Linked DNA regions of Pan troglodytes: region 2 is linked to region 1. Evidence: chromatin contacts called from public HiChIP or PLAC-seq data. All regions are on one chromosome and are shown on one strand. The core of a region is the stretch at or near the end of the contact, and the rest is flanking DNA. Distances in the headings are between cores, read along the strand shown.

What was found. HiChIP or PLAC-seq counts read pairs in DNA pulled down with a chosen protein or histone mark.
Region 2: an H3K4me3 HiChIP or PLAC-seq map of stem cell-derived excitatory neurons shows a contact between it and region 1, with 4 times the contacts expected there. The contact joins the promoter of LOC129144050 here to the promoter of ZNF326 in region 1. A contact is called at or near these places in 1 of 7 Hi-C or Micro-C datasets (stem cell-derived neural progenitor cells) and 1 of 1 datasets of contacts at active chromatin or transcription factors (stem cell-derived excitatory neurons).

What each region holds. Positions count from the first base shown.
Region 1 is chr1:141,172,091-141,178,717 of NHGRI_mPanTro3-v2.0_pri, reverse strand. It overlaps ZNF326 (zinc finger protein 326), which reads left to right and starts at 5,245. Exons shown (of 12, transcript XM_513552.9): 1 at 5,245-5,408. The coding sequence starts at 5,393. It overlaps LOC738896 (gem-associated protein 8-like), which reads right to left and starts at 5,230. Exons shown (of 1, transcript XM_054684838.2): 1 at 3,396-5,230. The coding sequence starts at 4,093. The coding sequence ends at 3,728.
Region 2 is chr1:141,630,330-141,636,345 of NHGRI_mPanTro3-v2.0_pri, reverse strand. It overlaps LOC129144050, which reads left to right and starts at 2,471. Exons shown (of 2, transcript XM_063799818.1): 1 at 2,471-2,829. The coding sequence starts at 2,780.

The DNA.
Region 1 (6,627 bases), core at 3,996-6,495:
ATGGCAAAGGAAGAGAGGAAACATGATAGAGGCAGAGAGTTCAACATGAGCAAAGTCCGGGAAATGTGAAAATACACAGCTTGTTCGGGGAACAGCAGATGGGCCTGTGTTGTTAGAGCAGAAGGAATGTAGGCAGGTGGTTAGGAGATGAGGAACAAAGGTCCCTGGCTCCTCAGGGAGTCCACTCACTTAGTTCTTCTCAGGTTCCAGGGTGGGGCTTCTCTGACAACTCCCTCAGGATCAGGTCCTAGGTGTAACCTCACATTTCCTCCTCCTCCCAGAAGTCTTCTCTTGACTTCAGCCCTATATCCTTTTACATCTTCACATAAAAAGCCCTATTCTTTTTTATTTTACTTCGGACTTTGCTGGTCTGGCATTATTTACCTGCCACCTGTTGTAAAATATATGGAAGATGAAATGGCATGAGACTTTGTACAAAGCATTGGCCCTTTAAGATAAAAATCTGCGCCTAACAAAGTAAGAACAGGACAGGCAGCCTAGCTAGACTGTGGGGGGTGGGGGGTGGGAGAGAGATAACTGTGAAGTAAGAAAATGATGCTTGGTACATAGTTGGTGTTCAGTCAATATTCGTTTAATAAATGAATTAGGAGACAGCTGGATAGTCTCATGTATTGTGAGATATCTCTGCGGTATGGCCATCTGCCTCTGGAACAGCACCTCCTATTTGGGAAAGAGGAGGGAAACAGGAAGGAAAGGGAGAAAATATATGTGTATTGTGGCTTTCCATGCATTTGTGCCAAGGTCAGGTTTGTTTCTAAGTTAGGAATTCCTTGTCTGGCAGTCTTCTCTTTTAGGGAAGAGGGGCGTGTGTGTGTGTGTATGTGTGTGCGCACACATACACACATGACACACAAATACAATGACCCAATATTTATTCCCTTCTAGTCATGCCAACACCTAAAGACCTCAGGCTACAAAATCATTTCTTTGCCAGAGGTAAACTGGGGGAAAATGATAAGAAAAAAAAGCTAAAAACATTCAGTGAGAACTCAGTTTTCTTGGTAAACATATATATTTGGCACTTAAGATGCAAAGAAGTCTTGATTCTAATCCCAAAGAGCTTTTAATGTGGGAAGACATAAAGCCAGGGTATTTAATGCATGGGAGATAGGGCAGTCACAGAACCCAAGGCCTTCCTACTCCAGGTGTGGCTCCACCAGCGGCAGCATCTCCTGGAAGTTTGTTAGAAATACAGACTGTCCAGTTCCACCCAAGACTGACTGAATGTGATTTTGTCTTAACAAGTCCCTAGGTGAATCATTTGCATGCTAATATTTGAGAAGTACTGACCCAGGGGGTGGGGTTGGGATCTGGGACTGATTCTTACAGGAAATAAATCCTGAGCTGTGTTTTGAAGATGAGTACGGTTAACCAGGTGGTGTTCCAAGCAGAGGAAACAACATAAGCAAAAGTTCAGTGGTATGAAAAAGCACAGGGGTGTTTTGGGAACCTGTCACCTAAAATTGCTAATCAAAAGAGAGAGTGTGGGAGAGAGGAGGCAAGGGAAATGCAGAGAGATGATGCAGTTCAGGCAGTGGCCAGATCCTGCTGCATGTGTTCTAGGGTAAGGAGATTTGACTACACCTAATCCTTGATAGAGACGCATGATGACATGTTCGGATTTGCATTTAGATCACTGCAACCCTGAGGAGGCTGAAAGACAGAGAGATTAATTAGGAAGCTGAGGCAATAGTTTTGGAGAGAGATAATGAGAGTCTAAACTTAGGTTGTGGCAGTGGGGATGAAGAGGAGGGGGCAGGTTTAAGATATTTTAGGTGCTAATAAACAGATGAAAGACTTCAGAATGGATTGGAGGTGGGAGGATGAGGGAGGGCTGAGTTTTGACTAGATGACTCGTAAGCTGGGATTAGTGTGTGGCTGTTCATGATGCCACTAACAGAGATGAAAGGATACAGGAGGACGAACAGGTTTGAAATTATGAGTTCAGTTTTCAAAATGTTCAGCTTAGGTGAATATAAAACATGTATAGATGGTCTCTGACTTACTATGGTTTGACTTTATAGCTGTGTGAAAGTGACGTGCATTTAGTAGAAACTATAATCCAATTTTGAATTTTGATCTTTTTGCAGGCTAGTGACATGAAGTAGGATACTCTTTTCCAAGGCTGGGCAGCGTCTCCCAGTCAGCGATGTAATCACAAGGGTTAACAACTGATATTCTACAATGTACTGTGCTGCCAGATGACTTTGCCCAACTGTAGGCTAATGTAAATGTTCTAAGCACATTTAAGGTAGGTTAGGTGAAGCTATGATGTTCAATAGGTTAGGCATATTAAATGTATTTTTGACTTGTGATATTTTCAATTTATGAAGGGCTTATTGGGATGTAACCTCAAGTAAGTGGAGAAGTATCTGCATAGAAGGGAAAAAAGGAGGAAACAAGAAAAGGGTGGAGAACAGGGTGAATCAATCAGGATGGAGGAGGAAAAAATGCCCTGCCCATTTCTGGGGCAACAGTAATACACATAGTGTATCTGTGAGCTTTTCTTGTAGTTGTATTTCCAGAGGTTGCCTCCTTGAAACTTGGTTCCAGCAACTGGGTGGACCCTGAAAAAAGGTAAATAATTTGATTCATGGTTTCCTATCTGGTGATCAACTCATTGTTGCCACCGTTTGCTCTATGAAAAAAAAAAAAAGTTTTTTAATCTGTGGTTCAAACTGCTCCAATGTCAGTTTGTCTTTTTCCAGATCCCTGAATGTTTGAATAACTTTCTCCATGTCTCAAACACTGTTTCCAAAGTGGCAATAATACAATCCAGTATGTGTGTGTGTGTTTCTATAGGTCATCCTTCAAGCTCTGGATGACTCTTCTGCCACAAATCTTACCCCTCTGTGAACTGTTACAGCTCTTTTATTTGCACCTTAAAATTCAGAACTGGATCGTAGCCTGTCTGTAAAGTTATTTTTTCTAGACTTGACATTTTCTCAAGGAGTACAGGTTACTGAAACAGAAGAGAAATTAGTCCCATAACATCTCTTTTAAATGTCTTGAAAATAAACATTGGTGACAGTTTTGGTTCATTATCAAATCAGAACCCCTGAAGTGAAACCTGAGTATTGGCACTTACTAAAATTGCCCTGGAGGATTCCAGAGTAGAGTCACAATCAAGAACCACTGACTTAAATGGCCAAGAGAGCCCCCTACCTCCGCATCACTAAGTATATCTTCAAAGAAAATGAAACATAATATTTGGCTAAAGAGAACTTTTAATAAACACTAATCATTAATAAATAATAAATCTTGTTTTAGGCCAAATATATATTTTACATTATGAAAGTGCTCAAGAATTTGGAGATATAGAAGAATACATAATCATGTGTATATATAAAAAGTCATCACAAAAAGAATCATCGTTCATGTTTTAGAATTCTTTTTTTTCTCTAGGCAAGAACTTTAATGAATTGAACTGTTACCGACAACATAAAAAACCAGTATAATATATACAAAATTATCATTTTATGTCAGGATAAAATTTATCATGTTGGCAACAGAATATGTCCTGCCGACCTCCAAGTGGCTGGCACAGTACATCCACCCCGTGACAGGCCCACTGGGACTGTGGTGAACATGCCTGTACCTCAGTACAAAGTCCCCTTTCCCTGAGAAATGTACAGAAGGAGAGATGAAGAGCGCGTATCCAAAAGGAAGAGGAAGAGGAAGAGGCTGGGTGCCCTGTGCCCTGAGCTCAGAACTTCAGGGGGATGACCGGCCAGTAATTAGGCTGCTTTGGATCACAGTGCTTGTCAAAGCTCAGCTGCACGGTAGCCTCCATGGCCTGGATCTTGGCGGCGCTGTCCCAGTACAAACGCTTCATTTCGGCCTGGCGCCGCTCAACAGGCCTCTCAGCTGGGGCCTCTACCGACCGGCGGGTGTTGCAGTACAGGTCGTGGTCAGCGTTCACGTAGCTGTCCAGGCGCTCCGCATCCAGCTGTTGCCGCCGCAGTAGTTCTTCTCTGTACTTCTCTGTCTCTGCAAAGTACTGGCGGAGCTCTTCGGTGATTGCCATATTGCTCAGGTCACATGCTACCTCTGCATCTGACTCGGTCTCCATCTCTTCCTCCTTGGATAAAGCTTGGTCTTCTCTTGTGGATGCCTGGATCCTACTGCTGCCATGTGGATGTTGCCCAGACCCTCTGAAATGTGAAGAACTGCAGGGGGAGTCCTGCTAGGCCACATGATGGTCATAGAAGGACTGAGGATACACAACCTGGTTATCGTAAGAGCTTTGGGGAAGAAGCGCAGGAAGGAAGAACCATGGAAGACTGAAACAGGATTCCGCCGCCTTCCTGTAGGCATTGTGGTGGCTTTGCATCCAAGCCATTGCTTGATGATAATGTTGCCAGTATCTTGCATATACTGGATGAGAATACCAAGGCCTGGTAGCTTTTGATGTTGATGCCTTCACCACTGCCATCTCCGATTGTGAAAATCCAAATGGGTGCCGAAACTTGTGGGCGCGCAGCTTGCAGATCCTGGGCAGTGGCCAAGCAGGCCATGTTTTAGAATTCTTTCCAGGCGGGTCGCGTTGGCTCACGCCTGTGATCCTAACACTTTGGGAGGCGGAGACGGGGCTGGGGGTGGGGGGATCGCTTGAGTCCAGGAGTTGGAGACCTGCTTGGGCAACATGGCAAAACCCCCATCTCTATAAAAATAATTTTAAAAATTTTTAAAAGAATTATTATTTCCATTTTATTTCAGTGCTTTTTCTTTTAAGAAAATTTATTGACATAGCGATAATCAGACTCCATACGCAATTTTGTATCTTGCTTTTCAAATTTGCCACAGGCTTCTAGAAACGTCCCAGACTTCTGTGTCTCCATGGAGGAAACCCCGTAAGTACTTACAAATGTTATGATTAGTCATCCCTAGCCAATACTAAGCAAAAGGTAGGCATGCGGTTTTATTAGTTTGGGCAGGAAGAAGGCATTCCAACCGGCTTCTTTCGCTCTTGCCAGGTTCAAACATGGCGGGCCGCAGCCGGCCCTTCCCGTACACTCGGCTTGCTTTCCCACAACCCCCGCCAATCTTTAGCGCTCCTTTTTCACCTTCCTTCCCCCTCAGCGGCTCCAGAGGGTCAGCACCTCCGAGCGTGACAGCGGACCTGCTTCCCGCCCCCCACGCGAGGGCCCGCCCACCAGCCCACGTCAGCCAATAGCAGGCCGCGCCGATGGGGCTGGTAGCGCCGGTCGGCCCCGCCTCCCCAGCCTCGCTGTGGCCTGCGGCTCCCGGGCTGGTAGCGCGCCGCTCTCGGTCGCGCGGACTGATCGTGTGGAATCGCGGATCGCGGACGCTCGCCGCCGGCCATAGCTCAGCCTAGCGCCGCCAAGGCCGACGGCCCCCAGCCTCTGCCATGGACTTCGAGGACGGTAAGCGCTGCCTCTGGCTGGTCGGCGCAGCTGGCAAGAGGCGGGGTGGCCTACGCAGGGGGTCTGTTTACCGTCTCAAGATGGCCGTGTGGGCTTTGTTCTGCGGGCCCGGAGGCCGCCCGCCCGCCCCGGGCCCAGCGCCCGGAGTCGGCCTCTTTGGGGACCCACGCGCCCCGATTCGGCCCGCTCGGCGCCCGCTGCCGGCGGAGACAAGAGAACTCGGTGTCCGGTAGGACGCGCCTAGAGCGCGAGAGCCTCCGGGCTGGAGCCCCAGACTCGCCTTGGCCCCTGGTAGTGGAAATTGCCCCGACGTCTCCAACTTCCCGGTCTCGGGCAAACGGGCGAGTGCGGCCTCACCCACCTAGTCTCGCATTCGCCCCACAGGGCAGCGACCCAGACCGTCCGTTTAGTTAATCCTCAGCCTCGGGTTACTTCTTGCCAGATAGAATTTTCAGAGGCTTGTTCACAGTGATGTTTCTGTTTGTCCCGGTTTAAGATGAGTTGAAAGGGTGTCCTTAAGTGATATGTATAGATAAATATCTATGCAAAATGGAAAGCAAGATGTTTCCTGGTTAGTAAACTGGGGTGTTTATCACCAAAAATTACCTGCTTATTAATCCCTAACTTGAAATATTTATGTGAACCAAAGCACTTTTCTTTGGATCGTGTGTAGATAGGATTTAAGTTAATCAGAATTTTGGCACAGCAAGCATCAAATGTCCTTCACATTTAGACCTGTACACAGCCTTGTAAGTGTTTGACTTACGGATTAAATAAACTGTATTTTAGCAATACTTTTCAGTTGTCTCAGATACTAATTCTTTAAACCACTTTTACAGGGTCACAAAGTAATATTAATTTGGTCTTCACTTTTGTTTTTAAACCTTGCTTGGAATTGGTGTCAGGATAAAGTGGTATGTAGTGACAACATTAGGGAGACATGGGAAAGGACTTACGTGATTAAACTGGATTTAATCCTGAGTAACCAGGCATGCTTAAGTAAAACCAGTTCACTAAGTAGGCTGTAAACCTTTAACCCCACCAAAAAAATGATCTTTAAATGAGGTGTGATCTCAGCATATGTCTTACTCGATGAGCTTTTGATTTTTCATAACATTTCATGCAACAAAGAATTAAAGCTTTCATATCTAGGTACAGATTTGTGAAAGGGGACTGGAATAGCCCTCTTGTAGATACTTTTCAGTTACTTTGAAATAGT
Region 2 (6,016 bases), core at 1,222-3,721, 460 kb before region 1:
AACAGACACTTCTCAAAAGAAGACATTTATGCAGCCAAAAGACACATGAAAAAATGCTCATCATCACTGGCCATCAGAGAAATGCAAATCAAAACCACAATGAGATACCATCTCATACCAGTTAGAATGGTGATCATTAAAAAGTCAGGAAACAACAAGTGCTGGAGAGGATGTGGAGAAACAGGAACACTTATACACTGTTGGTGGGACTGTAAACTAGTTCAACCATTGTGGAAGTCAGTGTGGCGATTCCTCAGGGATCTAGAACTAGAAATACCATTTGACCCAGCCATCCCATTACTGGGTATATACCCAAAGGATTATAAATCATGCTGCTATAAAGACACATGCACACGTATGTTTATTGCAGCACTATTCACAATAGCAAAGACTTGGAACCAACCCAAATGTCCAACAATGTGGCACATATACACCATGGAATACTATGCAGCCATAAAAAAGGATGAGTTCATGTCCTTTGTAGGGACATGGATGAAGCTGGAAACCATCACTCTCAGCAAACTATAGCAAGGACAAAAAACCAAACACCGCATGTTCTCACTCATAGGTGGGACTTGAACAATGAGAACACACAGACACAGGAAAGGGAACATCACACACCGGGGCCTGTTGTGGGGTGGGGGGAGGGGGAAGAGATAGCATTTGGAGATATATCTAATGTTAAATGACGAGTTACTGGGTGCAGCACACCAACATGGCACGTGTATACATACGTAACTAACCTGCACGTTGTGCACATGTACCCTAAAACTTAAAGTATAATAAAATAAAAAATAAAAAAATTTTAAAAACCTGCCTTCTGTTGTTACCAGGTAGCTGCAACAATAGAAGGCCACATATCTCCCCAGATAGCCTCCCTCACAAATTGCTTACAGTGAAATGCCTTGTGGGTCCCTAAATCTTTCAGAATGCATATCCCTCCTATAAATGAGCCCTAAAATACAGTTCTGTTGAATCTCACTCTGACAATAACAGCTCATCTTCATATGTATGGTATAAGGACAAGACTTGGAAATCATCCCTCTGCCCACCCCAAGACAAATTCATAATTGACTTTCCCCCTATTTTCACATTTATCTTATGTAAAATGTAGATTTACTGAGCATGAGAGGAACACATAATCAGTATTCCTCTACCCACTCTTCACACGCATAATGTGAATTCACTGGGCACTAATCAAAGCCTCACAAGAATGTAACTTCTTCCCTCATTGCCTACCTTCCCATTTCCCTTTTTTTTCTTTCTTTTCTCCTTCCCCTCCTGCTGGCTCTTTCCCCTTTAAATACCGAAGTCCTCAAAAACTCTCTTTGCAAAAGGCACAGATCACAGATGTTCCTGTATTTGTGCTTTCTCCTGGGGAATGTCCTTAACCTTGGCAAAACAAACCTCTAAAACGATTGAGACCTGCCTGTCATTTTTTTGGTGCTTAAAATCCACGACGGAATTTTTAATCACTATTTTAGACTTGGGTAAATCTGGCTGTGAAAGTAGTGACAGAGTCTTTTAGAATTTTCTTCTACCAAAAATAATTAATCAGAAAGTCCCTGAGAGAATTTCAGATACTCCTGTAAGGATCAACCCTAAATTTAAATTAGACTTGTAGATCTGTGCATACCCAGTGTCTCACACATATAAACTCAATAAAAATTTATCGAATGACCAAGTGAAGAAATGTTCTTTCAGCTTTTCCTTCAAGACTCAGAAAAAAGATATCTGCAGTTCCAGAATGGACTGAGTGAACAAGAAAAGAACAGATCAGTGACACAAAGACAGCCTTCTTTTTCCCTTTCAGGGTGACTCAAATTGTAGTCCTCATCTGAACAGTCTGAGACACAACTCTTGTCTCATATTAACTCGATAGTGCATTTGCTATACTCCCATTTACACAAACTGCTCAGATGCCCCAAATGCTGAGTCTGTTCGTCTTCATTTTATTCCTTTGGGAGATGCTGGTACAAACTTGTTTTTTCTTTCTTTTTTTAAATGGAGATGTCATCACCATAGCAACTAAAAGATATAAATCTTGCCTAATTGAATCAGTATGCTCAAGATAATAGCCAGGGCAGAGACTGAGTTAAAACTGGGGTAAGGGTGAGAGTGGGGAAATGGATGAGGATGATAAAAATATTTATGTCCCTAGAATTTGTGGGTTTGGATTAATTCTGTTTCGTAAGGAATATTGTTGGCCTTCAAATGCAGTGCCACTTGGGAGAGCAGCAAGCGGGCAGTAGTTGAGGTGTCTCTGCAGTTAAATCGCAGTGAAAGGCAGGTTATGAGTATAGGGACAGCCCCTCGGCCATGTGGTCCCCTCCCTATCCTGAGGATAACGACATTTGAGAGAAGCCAATGGTATTGGAGGGCCAGAATCGAACTTAAGCCGCTTAGCTGGTACAACTGTAAACCCTCCCTCACAGGGGCTGGGCCCTGCAATCTTTCTAAGCAGGGTAAAGAAAAGTAAGGGGACTTCCTTTTCGAAGAGGAGGTTCCCGCGTGCTGCACCCGACCTTTCCCTCAGGGCCCAACACGCGTTATATAAATGCCAAGTTACTCAGGGGCGCACACGTGAGAAGGCTGGGGCCCGACACACGCGGTGTACTGCCGAAGTCACCGGTGTGGCGCGCCTGGGGGACACGCCGAAGCCCATTTCCCTCCCGCATCTGGAAAGCAGTCCCCGCTCTTTCCAGCTGCTCCGCGGGGCGTATGGCTGTGCGCTACCTCCTGCGGACCCCAGGCTGGGCGAGGGGGCAGCGATGGCCACATGGCGCGCTCGGGGAGATGGCAGCTGCGCTTTGTTTCCAGCAGTGATAGGTGAGTCACCGGCTCCCGCAGCCCCAGAGCTGGGCAAACACTCAGGCCCAGGCAGCTGAAAAATTCACAGCAGGAGCAGCTACCGAAGCGACTGCAGCCTCTTCCTCCTCTTCCTCCTCCTCCTCCTCCTCCGCCACTGCTACCGCCACCACCGTGGTAGCCGCCTCCGCGCCCTGCCTCCGCCCCGTCCCCTCCTCCTCCACCCGCGAACTTAGTCAGCGGTTCGCGCCGCCGCGCGCCCATTGGCCAGCGGAACGCGTCGCGTCACAATGGAGCCTGTCGGAGGCGGCGAACCGGACAGCGCCGGGGCTTCCCGCTGAGCCCGCAGCCTCCGGCAGCCGGGAAAGTGCGGGCGCGGGGCCGCAGCCTGCCCGCCCGGAGCGGCCCAGGAGCACGCCGCGGGGAGCGCGGGCGTCCGGGGCTGGAGTCGCGCAGGTAGGTCGGAGCGTGACACCCCGGTTCCAGGAGGGCGAGCCGCGCCGACCGAGGTGGTGGAGGAGGAGGACCGGATACGGGGACGCAGCAGGTGGGGCTGGCCGAGCAGGTGCGGTTACTTGTTCACGCCTCACCTGCGAGCCAGGCTGCGGGCCGGTAGCGCGGCTGCAGAGACGAGTGGCCGCTTCGCTGTGCTCCCTGCCTTGGGAGAGACGGAGTCCCACGCTGAGAGGACCTCCCCTGTGTGCTGGGGTCATTTGGAGCAAGAGGTGTGGGCGGTTGCGCCGAGACGGTCACCTCTCTTTCCCCCGGGAGTCTCGGCGTTGCACCTGAGCGTGAGTCCTCGGGGCGGGGCGGGAAAGGGGTTCCGCTTTCCCAGGCTGGCGTCTCGCTCCAGATGAGCGCAACTCCCCTGAGGGTGCCCCCATTTGGTCGCTCTGTTTTGCCCCCTGCGCTGGCGCTGTTGGGAACTATTTTATGCTCTTGGGAACTATTTTATGCTGTTGGATACGCGTTGGTTGCCTATAATTTGGTGGTGGTGTTGGGCGTTGATTTGTTTGAGAAAGAAAGGGCAAGCGTTACCAATTTAAAAAGAAGACTCAAGAGTTTCCCCTGAGCTTAGTTGAGCAGGTGGTGAGAGGTCAGAAGGGAGGAGGCTCAGTATTGGCTCATTAATCTGTGTGCTCAACTGACTTCCTAAAGTCCATAGATTGCCTTTAGTTAGATGACATTTGTGGAAAAGTTTTTTTTTTCTTTGTGGTCAAAAAGACACCCCTCTAAAAGAACAAAACCGACATGTGAACTTCCTTGAATAAATTCACTTCGCCTAAAGACTTCAAACAAACAAACAAAAAAGCACTCCACTGGTAAAAGATAACAGTATGAACATTTTTAATTGTAGATATATAGCCAAATTAAAACAGGCAATTTGTTCAGCGTATATTAAGAAGACATTACGTAGCATGATTTTTATTAAAAGACAACCTATTTGCAAATGATATAGTAGTCTTTGCAGAACACCCCAGAAATCTTAAAACAGATTTATCTTTATCAGATGGTTCTGTCCCCTAAACCTAGGTGTAGGAGTGAGGATGGAAAAGAAGTCAAACTGCAGTGTAATTTTTTAAACAATTCCAGTACCCTCTATGTGTACAGGCTACACCTCCTGAGAACCCCAAATGCTCTTTGTTTTGTTTCTTTGTTTGTTTTGTTTTGAGACGGAGTCTCACTCTGTCGCCCAGGCTGGAGTGCAGTAGTGCGATCTCGGCTCACTGCAACCTCCACCTCCTGGGTTCAAGTGATTCTCCTGCCTCAGCCTCCCGAGTAGTGGGGACTACAGGGGCCCGCCACCACGCCCAGCTAATTTTTATATTTTTAGTGGTGGCGGGGTTTCACCATGTTGGCCAGGCTGGTCTGAAACTCCTGACCTCAAGTGATCCACCCACCTCGGCCTCCCAAAGTGCTGGGATTACAGGTGTGACCCCAAATGCTCTCTGAATTGTGGGTGCCGAGGTGACTTTCTTTTTCTCCTGGCTTTCCTTGTCAGCAGCTCTACTCAGAGAATATAAAGTGACAGCCAACCCCCAAGGTAATTGGGCCTGTGTAATTTTAGAATATAAGCCCTAACATGTCTGATATTTCTGTAAGCTAAAAAGAGGTCTCTTGAATGGGAGTGATGTTGTCATTGAGTGCACCCTTGGGTCATGGCACTTTCCTTATACTTAGTATCCCCAACAACATTTTAAAATCTGCATGTCGGAATTAAGTTTACCATTCTTTGAAATGTGTTCTCTTTTTCCTCAATTGGTAAGGTGTTCCAACATGTTCAGCCTATTATGAATCTTTTCACATTTTGAATTTCGTTTGACTAGTTGAGATTTGCTTTTTTAAACCTCTTCTCTACCACTATCACCATTTCCCATTGGTATTTTAATTTTCAGAATCCTCAGAGTGAAAACACCAACAGTAAGTAAAATGAAAAGGGGCTTAATAAAACTTAAAGGATACTAAGCCCTCCAAGTTTTTTAGACTAATCCATATATTTTCCTGTAGTGGCCTGAAATTTGTTATTTTTTGTTGTTTTCTGAAGTTTAAGGGGAAAAATATTTTACAATTTAGAACATCCTTGCTTTAGCCAATGTTTTTCTTATAAACAAGGGTTTTTGCTTTTGTATTTTAGTTTTCAAATTCTTCTAATAGTACCTGAGTATTTTATGTTTTCTGGACTTTTTACTATTCATAGCCTGTTTAACCTAATCCCGGATTTTCATTTGGTGTCTCTAAAGTTGAATTCTCTAATTTTACTCTTATTTCTCCTTCCCAGCATCCTTCTGCCACACACTGATATTATTAGAAATGAATGCATTCTGATTCTGTCATGTTATTACACACTTGGTGGAATGATTTGCATTGCCTTGCATGGAGCAGGTTCTCCACTGCTATCCTGACTCCCAGAGCACTGGGTACATCAGCAAACAGTTCAGACCTGTGACCATTCAAGAGGAATTTGGGAGACCCAGTTATAGTGTAGAATTTATTTAACCGTTTGTAAAATACCTTCTAATTTGTGTCATATCTGTTTTCATATTGCTGCCTTTTATTGCTATTGCCTACTTTCATTTTATTCCCCATCTGTATTTTCTAAACTTCCTACATGCCTTTATTATGACTTAATTTCTCTGGTGTTTAAAATAATGCCTTTGGCAGACATAATAACCTATTTTTCTTTTTCTGATCATTAAGGTTGATCTTA